Regions from separate parts of the Rattus norvegicus genome. Here region 2 is linked to region 1. Evidence: chromatin contacts called from public Hi-C data. All regions are on one chromosome and are shown on one strand. The core of a region is the stretch at or near the end of the contact, and the rest is flanking DNA. Distances in the headings are between cores, read along the strand shown. Region 1 holds the start of Ahnak (AHNAK nucleoprotein). Region 2 has its middle 39 kb from the start of Ahnak.

Region 1 (6,013 bases), core at 1,477-3,976:
GTTTACTTTTTAAGGTTCTGCCTCTCTATGGTGCTTAAATTTCAAGGACTAGGATGAAGCTCAATTGTACAGTGTTCATTTCTCATGTAAGAGACTTTGGATTTGATTCCTAGAACTCATATACAAAACACCTAACAAATGCCCTTGACCATCATGGAGCCATTGATTGAATGTCAACCAACAGGGATTACCTGACTAGTAGGATGCAGAGTACTTCATTTTATTCTTGGTCTATGTTTAAAGATTTATTTATTAGATATAAATACTGTAGCTGTCTTCAGACACACCAGAAGAGGGCACCAGATCTCATTACAGATGGTTGTGAGCCACCATGTGGTTGCTGGGAATTGAACTCAGGACATCTGGAAGAGCAGTCAGTGCTCTTAACCACTGAGCCATCTCTCCAGCCCCTAATTCTTGGTCTATGTTTAAGAGGTGAAAAAAATGCTATTTATATGTAGACAGGGTCTTACTATGTAGCCCAGGCTGGCCTCATACGCAGAATTTGCCAGTCATTACCTCTTGAGTGCTAAGATTAAAGGTATGTACCACTATTCCTGACTCAGTAAATGTATGATCTCAGTAAATACACATCTAAAAAGAATGAAATAAAATGTCTCGACCTGGTAAACACTTGTAATCTCAGCATTTGAGAGGCTAAGGCAGAATTATTGTACATTTGAGGACAACCAAACTTACACTGTGAGTTCCAGAACAGCCTGGGCTACATTGTAAGACCCTGCTTCAGTAAATCATGATCGAGGGCTAGGAGATGACTCACCCTGTTCAGGTACCTGCCACCAAGCCTCATGACCTTTTTGATCACAGTGCAAGCAGAGAACAGACTCCCACAAGTTGTTCCTTGACCTCCACATGATCATGCACACTAAATTAAAGAAGGAGAAACAAAAAAACCACAACTGGCTCTTGAGTTTTATTTTTTTGAAAAGCCTGATCCTTACTTCATATCTCTGGGTGGCCTGGAACTCACTAAGAGTTCACTCTAGGGGCTGGGGATTTAGCTCAGTGGTAGAGCGCTTACCTAGGAAGCGAAAGGCCCTGGGTTCGGTCCCCAGCTCTGGAAAAAAAAAGAACCAAAAAAAAAAAAAAAAAAAAAAAAAAAAGAGTTCACTCTAGTGAGTGCGGGGAAAGGAGTGGATTTGGGGCCTATTGACAGTGTGTTTGTGATGTTTAGTGGGTTGGGGAGAGAGAGAGAGAGAGAGAGAGAGAGAGAGAGAGAGAGAGAGAGAGAGAGAGAGAGAGAGAGGAGAGAAACGAATGTTAGTAACCAAGTCTCTGCTTTGCCTGTCCTTACACGTCCATGCCTGTCTGAATTTCTACCTACATTTCTCCACCCTGGTGCGTCCATTATATACAGGGCTGTTCTCTATCTCTCCCTTCTGTGGTCTCCCTCCCCCCATCGCCTGTACCCTGTGTGGTAACTGGACCTGGACACAGCCCCCAGGGCTGGCAGCAGACTTGGCTGATATTTTTAGCCTGTAAACATGTTTGCCATTTCAGAGGACAGGGCAGGGCTGGTCTCAGCCCCAGCCCACTCATGATCTTGGAGCGAAGGTGCTCCTGCCTCAGGCCAAGGTCTCAGTTCTCCAGCTTGAGGTCTCTTGGGGCGTTTGGGAAGGAAGGGAAACTGGAGTGGGCAGTTGGGTAGCCACCTGCCAGGGAGGGTAGAACTCATAGGGAAGAAGAAAAAGGGAGGTGTGGAGGGGGGATGTAGCCAGAAGATCTCTGCACCCCATCATTAAACATTTAATAAAATCCACATATAGTTAGAAGTGGCTGTGGGAAATGGCTGTAAATCGGGAGCTGAGCACTTACAAATGGGAATATGGGGGAGGAACTGTGAGGGGCAGAAGGACTGGGAGGCAAAGAAAAAGCTGGATGTTGGGTTCCTCAAGCTCACTGGGGCATAGTGGTTCCTGCCTTGCATCCCAGGGAGGCAGAGGCAGGCGAATCTGTAAGGCTATCAGGTTCTAGCCGGTTCCAGTTCCAGAATCGCCGGTGTTACACAGTCTGTGCTTCTTCCCCCAAACAAAACACCCAAAAGGCACGGGGTGGGGGGCAGGGTTTACAGAAATGGGGTGAGCAGTCCCATGGCTCGTACAATGGCTGCAGGCCCGACTGGTGTCGATGAAATGAAGAGCAGACTCCATTCCTAGGGGTCGGATCTAAGTCTTAGAGTCAGTGTGTTTTGTAGAAGAGAGAGCCGGAAGGCGAGAAATGGGCGAGGCTGCAAGAAGCTTAGGGACGGAGAGCAGGCTGGGGCCTGGGACTAATGTATCTGAGCTTGAGAGAAAGCTCAAAGGTCTGTGTGGAGGCTGGAGGTCGAGGTTGAATCATCTGAACTTCTTGGCTGTCCTGCAGAATAGGTTGATGCTGGATTCCAACTGTGAGGGTGAGCCTCTGCCCCTGCGTGCTTCCAGGAATTTCTTGCCAGTGAAGACATATACACTGTTTAAAATGAAGTGGGAAGATCCAAACCCGGGACAGGAGCAGTATATGGGATAGAGGAGGGGGAAAAGGCAACGCCTCCTAGTCCCTGAGCCCCCTCAACGTTCTTCCTTCACCAGCCCATTCCAGGGTGGCTTCAGTGTTGGTCTCACTCTCAGGTCCCAGCCCTGTTCGGGCCCCGCCCGGCCCCGCCCTCTCCCCATAGCTCCGGGCAGACCCGCCCGACCTACAAGAGCCGCCTCCGCGCGCGGGGGCCCGGCCACTCGGAGCAGCTCTGCCGCGGGGACTGCACTGTCCGCCCTGCCAGACCCGTCCCGACTGGGACTCGCTGTCGCCAGCAGTCACAGCACTACGACCTCGGGCCCTTCGCCGGCAATGGCTGCGTCCTGGGGCTGAGCCCACAGGTAGGGAAGCGAAGCGCTGGGCATCGAGGTGTGGGACCAGGGTATGGGCGATCAGGGGAGAGAGGGACTCGGACGAGGTGCATTTGCGCTAGTGTCACTGCGAGAGTTCCAACAGTTTGGAGCAAACCCGGCCGCCTACGGCCGCCGGGGCAGGCGACGCGTCACGCTTCGGGAGTAAAGCTCTTTCTCCAGAGTTGGAGCCAAGTTTAACTAAGTTAGAACATCGCTTCCAAGTGTTCTTAGGTTTTTTCCGCGGGTGGATTGTCGTCCCAATTGCACTGCAGGCCATCCTGGTCTGGTGGTCCCTGACCCACCTCCCTCTCTTTGGGGCGGTGGCTCAGAGCGCTACTGGGTTCCTATTCCATGTTTACTGAGGAAGTTTTCCAAGATTCCCCACCGCCCCTCCCACGCCCCTGCACCGCGTGCCCCCTCTGCTGTCTTTCGCGGCTCCCCACGACTCCATCTCGAACTTCGCGTCCGGAATCCCCTCGGCCCCACCCTGTTCTGTACCACTAGCCTCTCCCTTTCTGGCTCCTAGCGGCGACTTCAACAGCTCCCCTTCAGCTGCCCCGCCCTAGTCTTGCCCCTCTGTGTTTCCAGATCCAGAAAACTCTCTTCTTTCTCCAGGGCGTCGGAGCCTGGAAGTTTGCAGCGTGCCTCCCTGTGGGATGGGTGGGAGTGGGGGGTGGGGGACATAATTAGGGAGATTCCTGCGCTGGGGTGGGCGGGGAGGGGGCTGTGCAATCGACTTAGTCCCCAGAACCTCCCTTGCTCCTTCTAGGGGCGGTGCTTTCTCCCCACCCCACCCCACTCCCAAACTCGTCCGGGCGGGATGGCCCCCGCCCCAGCGCCTGGCTGGATTCCAGCAGCCTGAGGAATGTAGTGGTTGGAGCCGGTGACTAATTCAAACCAGAATTCGGGGTAGGGGGGTGAGGGGCAGAGGGGAGGGGGGAAAGGGGCCGTGTGTAGGCGGTGGGGCCGGAGCGCTGGGCGTAGGTGAAGGACTTCACTGCTCTCTTTGGAACCCTCCACTTTTGCAGTGCACGCCAGCGGAGAGGGCGGGGGGCAAGATCCTACTGTGGAGTTGGAAAGGCAGCGTGCTTAGGGTGTGTGCAGAGAGCTGTGTTATGTAAGGCTTTCCCATGCAGGGAGGGGATGTGCAGAGTGCGGGAGCCTGGGCCTCCTCTGGCCGGAGCCTCTTGTAATGCCAGGACGGGTCTGGGGGACACAGAACCTTGGTGGCTCTGGGTTGGCAGCAGGGCTAGCTGTACATGGCGATGAGCACTGGAAGACTCTTAGGGGGAACCCCGGGGATATGCTATAAGTCAAATGGAGTCCTGACCACGTAGTGTCCCTGGTGTGCGTGCGTGTGTGTGTGTGTGTGTGTGTGTGTGTGTGTGTGTGTGTGTGGTGTGCTTGCCTGTGCGCTCTGTCACTTCTGCACAGTGTGACCACAGAAGATTGTGCGCATGATGTCTGGGTTGTCACTCTGGTTTGGCAGGGTGTGGCCCTAGGCTGTCTCTGAGGACACGCGGTGCTCCGGGTGCTTGTATTATTCTCAACGTCCCCGTTCTGTGGATGGGAAAAGCTTCCTCTAGTGGTAATCGGGGGTCCTTGGAGATTGACCTGGAATTCCCTGGAGAAAAAGGACCCAGAGGTCTATTTCTGTTCCCAGAAAACCGCTGGACTCCCAACAAATCGTTTTGAAACAGTCTGCCCCTAAACTTTAGCAACGACAGAACCACCTTACTGCACCCTTTTCCTTAACAGCAAGCGTAACATATAATAGATGTTGGGATGAGTTCACAAGATCCAATGATCCTCATAGGTGACTGGGAGAGGGAAGGGCACACAGGAAGATGCCATGAGCCATGTTTAGGGTCTTTCTCTACCCATACTGAGAATAGCTTAGGTGAGTTTTGGTCCTGGCACTATTAGGGATGTCCCTGGGGGTAGGGTGGGTCTCTTTACCTTTTTCCAAGTTGAGTGAACCAGTAGCTTCCTTTTCTTAACTTGAAAAACTATGGGCAGGGGCTGTATCTGGTTTGTAGAATGTGCAGATTGTTCAATAGAAGGGAACCCCTCATTTAAGGGGCACTTCCTTGTTCTGAGCGGAGTTATGGGGCAAGGGGAGTATGGGAAAGGAACTGGGAACATGGGGGCTGAGCTAGTAAAGGACTCAGGGGCCTGGGTGTGGATAGGGATGACATCTGGAAGATGTCTGAACTCCTTCTAAAGCTCTTGTCCCTAAGAGATTATGCAAAGGGACATTGTGAAGAGTTCCAGGACATTGAGAGACAGGCATGTGAGTCATCCGAGGCTGAGTGCTAATGGTATGGAGGTCAGCAGCGAGGGAGAGGGTCTTGGCCTATCACCCCACGGCTCCAGGTCCAGGAAAGGACAAGAGAAAAATGGTGGACCAAGGAGCTCTGTGGAAGAAGAAAAGTAGCATTAGCTAAGGACAGAAGCTGAGCTATGGAGTCCTAGTTCACTTCAGGCCTAGAGAGGCTCTGCTTAGAGGTTCAGAGCCCTACCAGGCCTTGTGCTCCACTACCAGACTCTTATGCTCCACTTGGAACTGTCAGGTTCTGGCAGAGCACACCACTCTGAGCCTGAGGAGCTGGTTTGAGGGGTTGGGGTAGAGCTATGGGGGTGGAGGACCGTGTTGGGCACTGGGGTGTGGTCCTACCTTTTTCAGAACTTGGGAACTGCCTGAAGACAGACAAGAGAGGCAAACTGGGAGAGCTAGTCTGACTTCTGAAAGGATCTTTGCCTGGACGCCCCCAAGTTTCTCTCCTTGGGGCTGGGCTGACCACGTGCTTCTATTCACTTAGGTTAGCGGAAGGGCGGTGGCTGCCGAGTTAGAAAGTGCAATACACCTGGGCCCCTTTGGGCTTCAGCCAGGCTCTCAGGAACTTGGCAATTCTTTGATTTGACCACTGGATCATCTGGCTGGCTCCTGAAGCCTTCTTGATCACAATGTTATCCGTGTCTGAGTGTGTTCAAAAAGTGTCCGAATGGGGAGGTGGTGTCACAGAGTGTTTCTGCCGGATTGTCTGCGTACTTTGATGAAGCTCCCCTTTCTCTCTCCTAGCTCCAGTTTCCACTGGGGCTAAAGCTCAAATAGTTGGTCTTGGGTC
Region 2 (6,013 bases), core at 702-3,201, 38 kb after region 1:
CTAATAAATGAGATAAACTACAACGGAAGTGAAGGTTAGAGTTAGCCCCGCCCCCTGGTCCCAGGGTCCCTAGAGAGTAGACAGGTTGACTGTCTGCAAACACTGCTCTGGTCAATCTGAGACCTAGGAGGTTGAGACTCCTTAGAAGGGAGGGCCTGGGAATGTGAGGGGCTTCCACACAGGGATTAGGAGTAGGAGAGACTTGCTCCCAAGGGTGCTGTTTCCCCGTGTGCCTCTCACCTGCCATGCCTGCTGGACGCCAGTTTGAGAAGCAGCCAACAGCCTGCAGTATGATCCATGATTTCCACGCTCCCTGAGTGGGATGGGGCAGTTCCACCCACCACTGGTTCCAAGCCTGAGGGTAAGAACTCAGGACACTTAGAGCTCTTCAGTCACAGATCAGAGTTTACAAGGAAACAAGTCAAAATCCGAGGGGAAGCCTGGCAAAAGTGGATTAGTCAGAGCCAGGATGATTTGGATGAGCCAGAGAAACGTAAAGGGTGTGGAGGAGGAAGACCAGAAAAAAGGAAGAGAGGTTGGGGTGTGACTCAACGGTCTAGTACGTGCAAAACGTTGGCTTTATTCCTTACCATGTTCATAGCCCCAAAGGGTGGCTTCGGAGGGCTTGAGCCCTGCCTTTCTGGATGCCCCAAATAAATGTACTCTAAGAAAATCAGAGCACTGTGACATCGAGGCAAAATTTTTGCTCTGACCCCAAACCAAATGATTGGACATCCCCGCCCCTTCCCCTCCCCCCCAATTCACCAATCCCGGCTGTTAGTGCCCAGGGAACAAGGGAGCCCAGTCTTTGGGGGTTAACTGCAGCCCCTTTTAGCCACCCGGCCAATCCTGGAACTAATCCCAGTTCTGTCACAGTTCCTAGGCAGATTTTCATCTATTTAGGTCCAACCGCTGAGAAGTAATGGGCTGAAACAGACTGGGCAATCACAGAAAAAGACCAGCAGAGACCAGCTGGCAGCTGTGGTATGTGGTCCACACTCTATGTGTTGCCTCTAGGACTTACTTGGTGGGACCTTAATTTCTAAAATGCAGCATTAGCCCCAGCTCTCTCCTTCATCCAGACTTTGCTGAAGAGATGAGCTTGTACGTGACAACATCTTAGGTGTGTGCACTTTTGAATGTTGCTATTTAATAGAGGGCTGGGGAGATGGTTCGGTATTTAAGCTCTTGCTGCTCATGCATGAGGACTTGAGTGCTGGTGTCCAGAATTGAGGTAAAAGGTGGGCATGGTGTTCTGGTCTGTAACCCTATCATTGGGGGGGGGGGGTGAGGATGGAGGACTCCCAGAGCTCTCTGGTCTGACAGTCTAGCCCATTGGTGATTGAGGTCAAGTGAAGACCAGATCTCGAGAAGAAGGTCTGAAGAGAAGAAGAGAATGATAGAGAAAGATAAATGACTTTGGCTCTGGCTTTCACATTCATGGGCATAGACTTGGACCCGCACACATGTGCACATGCATAAACATGCACACACATACAAATACACACAAATTATAATAAAAATAAGACTTGTGTGTGGACTGGGAATGTAGCATGCATAAAGTCCGGGGCTTGCCGTTATCATAAACCTGGCTGAAACCCCAAAACACAGGAGGTCGAGGCAGGAGACTCTGAAGTTCAAGGTCATTCTCCCATTGATAGGTGACTATTTAAGGCCCGTCCATCCATCTCCTGGAGTCTGACAGCCCTCATTACTGAGCTGTAGTCACACTGGCCTGCAGTATGGGCACTGGTTGCCCTACCGAGGAAAGAGCTTTCTTTAGATTAAAGGTCGCTACTCCTGTCCACCCAAAGTGGAAGGCTTTGATTTTTTTCACCCATGCAGTGTAGCCTGCTCTGTGTGTTTTTTCCTGTGTGTGCAGTCTCTCCCAGGGTACATAGCTGCCAGGCAGCCGTGGCTCTGTTCCCCTGGCTCTGGCAGGCAGGCAGGCAGTGGGGAGGGCTGGAATGTGAAAAGTCAAGGGAGAAGAATGACAGCGCATTTTCTATTTGTAAGCCGGCGAGTTTGGCTCACCACTTGAATTTCAAGTGGGCCCTTCAGGCAGATAGGGATGTCAGGTGAGAGAGCAAAGGCAGCCGATTTGAATTGTCTAAATTCCTAGAAAATAAATTCTAGGAATTTCAGCTGTAGGAGTAAGGTGGGTCAGGTAGGGCAAATTCACTGCCGGAAGGTGGAGCCCTGTAAGGGATGGGGCCCTAGTAGGGGGTGGAGCCTGGTAGGGGGTGGAGCCTGGTAGGGGGTGGAGCCTGGTAGGGGGTGGAGCCCGGCTAGGGGGTGGGGGTCTGGCGTGGGTAGGCTTTCACTTTTTTTTCTGTTTGCATACCATATTTTCCTTCAAAGTATTATTCCTGTTGAATCTAATAGACGAGTTTTGAGCTAAGGTTTTTGTTTTTTTCTTTAATCGAGCCACAGATCTCTTCTGGAGGGAGAAAAGCCACTCCCTTTAAATACTGTTTTTGGTTACTGTTCTTTGTTTGGAGTAATTACTACCCCCAGAAGTGGGAAATTACAGATTACTGATTATCAGAAGGAAATAAGTGCTTTGGATTAGCCAGGCTCTTGCCCCTGGATGGCCATTCCAACCCTTGCCAGTGTCCCAGGTACAAAGCCCTGTACTGCATGTTCTGCAGACACTCCCTCCCCTTCGTTGTTTCCAGAGGGGAAATGGTTGGATCCTGTGTCGCTTGTCATGTTCTTGTTACATAATCATGGGAAACCTTTGATAAGTTTTGTTGGTCACAGGAATGAGTACAGGAAAAAACATGGGGGTTGTGACTTGTCTTTTATTCACTGTGCCCTGACAATGGGTTGAATTTGGAGTGTATTTACTAGCACTTGCTTAATATTTGTTAGAAAGATTTAAAAGTTGGATGCAGGTGGGCTGGCTGGAAAGATGGCTCAGTGGTTGAGAGTGACTCCTGTTCCTTGGGAGAGGACCAAAGTTTGATTCCCAACCCCCATGTTGGGTAGCTGACATCCATTTGCAACTCCAGCTCCAGGGGAGCGGACCCTCTCTTCTGGCCTCCTTGGGTATCTGAACTCGTGTGGTGTCATCTGTGAACTCACACAGATACACACATACCCACTTAAAAACAATCTTTGTGGGGTAGGGTGACACATACCTTTAATCCCAGGGCATTGAATTGGGAGGCAGAGGTCAGTTGATCTCTGAGAGTTTGAGGGCCGCCTGATCCAAACAGCAAGTTCCAAGACAGCCAGAGCTACCCTGGATACCCTGTCTCAAAAACCAAGACAGAAAACAAAACAAAACAAAACAAAAAACTGGATGAGAATGCTGTGGTGGGCCAGCCTGACTGTTGGTTCACACAGAGAGGGAAGCGTGTGGAGGTAACCCAGTTTGTCCATACCTAACCATACCCAGGGAACCTTGACTCCCAGGCCCCCCCTCTACTGTTTACTTCAGTGATTGTCAGTTTCCGAGAGTTTTCTGATTGGCCTTGCCAGCCACATTCAGCTTTTCCCAGCAGCCCTCTGGCTTGGATGCAGCCCTCTCTTTTCTTGCCCTTGGGTTTCAGTGTGCCCTGACTCCTTTCTCTTTCCCGATTCTTCTGTGCTCTCTCTCTCTCTCTCTCTCTCTCTCTCTCTCTCTCTCTCTCTCTCTCTCTTTTAAAGATTTATTCATTTATTATATATAAGTACACTGTAGCTGTCTTCAGATACACCAGAAGAGGGCATCGGATCTCTTTACAGATGGCTGTGAGCCACCATGTGGTTGCTGGGAATTGAACTCAGGACCTCTGAAAGAGCAGTAGGGTGCTCTTAACCGCTGAGCCATCTCTCCAGCCCTTTTTAAAAGGTTTATTTATTTATCTACTTTATGTATGTGAGTACAATTCTTCAGACACCAGAAGAGGGCATCAGATCCCATTACAGATGGCTGTGAGCCACCATGTGGTTGCTGGGAATTGAACTCAGGACCTCTGGAAGAGCAGCCAGTGCTCTTAACCACTGAGCCACCTCTCCAGCCCTCTTCTGTGCTCTCATTCCTCTAGTTTCCTGGGTTTAGTGCTACTTATGTTCGGATAACAGCGACTGATGGCTTGTCGGTCTCTCTTCCCCATTAGATTGTTGATCCTGTGAGGGAGGGATGCTGTGTTCCTTCTTTTTTTTTTTAAAGATTTATTTATTTATTTTGTATATGAGTACACTGTAACTGTCTTCAGACACACCAGAAGGGGACATCAGATCCCATTACGGATGGTTGTGAGCCACCATGTGGTTGCTGGGATTTGAACTCAGGACCTCTGGAAGAGCAGTCGGTGCTCTTAACCACTGAGCCATCTCTCCAGCCCTGTGTTCCTTCTTATTATTGTATCTCTGGCATAACGCCAGCACCTGGCATGTGGCACCCAGCACATGGCAGAAACTCTGTGAGCCACCGCCGCTATCTTATCGCTGCATACACTTCCCATCAGCAGCAGGGACACCTGTTTTCCTTCTATCCCTTGCTGGGAGTCTCAGAGGCTTTTTCCTAAAGTCAGGGATGAGAACAAATACAAGCAAACAGAAAGCGAACACCGAACACCAGAGCTGTTTTTGTTTTGTTTTTTATTCTTCTTCTCTGAGTTATGGTCGAGGTTTCTGCAGGCCAGCTGCTTCCCTTGAACTGTTAAAGTGTGAATTCAGCTGCAGTCAGGAATGCACGGTCTGCAGACTGTCGGTGACACTCCTCAGGTCTGCACCATCCCAGCTTTCAGAAGGATACATGGGTCGACAGGAGGTCAGGTGGGAGCCTGACACAGAAAGTGAAGATCTTAAAACCTGAGAATGGTGGCTGCTGGTAGCTGCTGTGGGAGAAGGGTGAGTGGGAGAGTTTTCTGTCAGTGAGGTCCCAAACAAGAGGCAGGCATCTGGCATGTTATTCATGGCTCAGTCAGTGAAGCGTGGCTACAACTATTATGCCGCCCTTCAGTTGTTTTCATTTTTATTAAAATATATATATATAAAAAAGAGAGAGAGAGCCAGGATGGTGGCTCACGCCTTTAATTCCAGCACTGACGAGGCAGAGGCAGGCAGATCTCTGAGTTTGAGGTCAGTCTTGTATACATCATAAGTTCTAGGAAAGCTAGAGCTACATAGTGAGACCTTAATTCAACTCCCTCTCCCTACCCAAAAAAGCTAGACTGGTGGTGTGGATCGGTGGTGCCTCCTATAGGAAGGCTAAGATAGGAAGATCACTCGAGCCCAAGAGTTTAAGACCAGCTGAGCAATGAAGCAACCTTGTCTCCAAATAGAATAGGGGCTGGAGAGAGAGAGAGAGAGAGAGAGAGAGAGAGAGAGAGAGAGAGAGAGAGAGAGAGAGAGAGAGAGAGAGAATGAGAACCCAGGTTCAGTCCCCAGAACCCACATGGTGGTTCACGGCCATCTGTAATGCCAGGGGACCTGATGCTTTCTTTTGGCCTCAGAGGGCTCCAGGCATGCAGGTAAAAAACCCACATTCGTCAAAAAAACTATGTAAAACATAACAACCCATCTGTACTGGCTGGTTTTGTGTGTCAATTTCACACAAGTGATAGGTAGACACAATCGGAGAGGAAGGAGCCTCAGTTGAGAAAAGCCTTCATGAGACCCAGCTGTTAGGCATTTTCTTAACTAGTGATCAACGTGGGGAGGGCCCAGGCCATTGTGGGTGGTGCCATCCCTGGGCTGGTGGCCCTGGGTTCTATAAGAAAGGCTGAGCAAGCCGAGCCATGAGAGCAAGACAGTAAGCAGCACCCCATGGCCTCGAACCAGCTCCTGCCTCCAGGTTCCTTCCCTGTTTGAGTTCCTGTCCTGACTTCCTTCAATGATGAACAGTGATATGGAAGTGTAAGCCAAATAAACTCTTTCCTCCCAGCCTGCTTTTTGGTCATGGTGTTTCGTTGCAGTAATAGAAATACTAAGACAACCCTCCAAAATAAAGTGTGTATGTGTGTGTGTGTGTGTATGTGTGTGTGTGCACGTGCGTGCGCGCGTGCGCACGCGCGTGCGC

Evidence for each region. A called contact is a pair of places that touch in the nucleus more often than the background predicts.
Region 2: a contact with region 1 is called in a Hi-C map of psoas muscle, with 1.9 times the contacts expected there. The contact joins the enhancer-like site here to the promoter of Ahnak in region 1. A contact is called at or near these places in 3 of 12 Hi-C or Micro-C datasets (the A7r5 cell line, mammary epithelial cells and psoas muscle).

The regions. Positions count from the first base shown.
Region 1 is chr1:215,308,628-215,314,640 of GRCr8, forward strand. It overlaps Ahnak (AHNAK nucleoprotein), which reads left to right and starts at 2,727. Exons shown (of 5, transcript NM_001398671.1): 1 at 2,727-2,873.
Region 2 is chr1:215,347,755-215,353,767 of GRCr8, forward strand. It overlaps a transcript of Ahnak not described here. Among named protein-coding and RNA genes, the nearest start is that of Ahnak, 39 kb to the left of the region's middle. Within about 2 kb of position 1,952, at least 31 of the 93 cell types and tissues checked have an H3K27ac peak or open chromatin away from gene starts, as enhancers often do. A contact at or near this core is called in the A7r5 cell line, where this site is marked.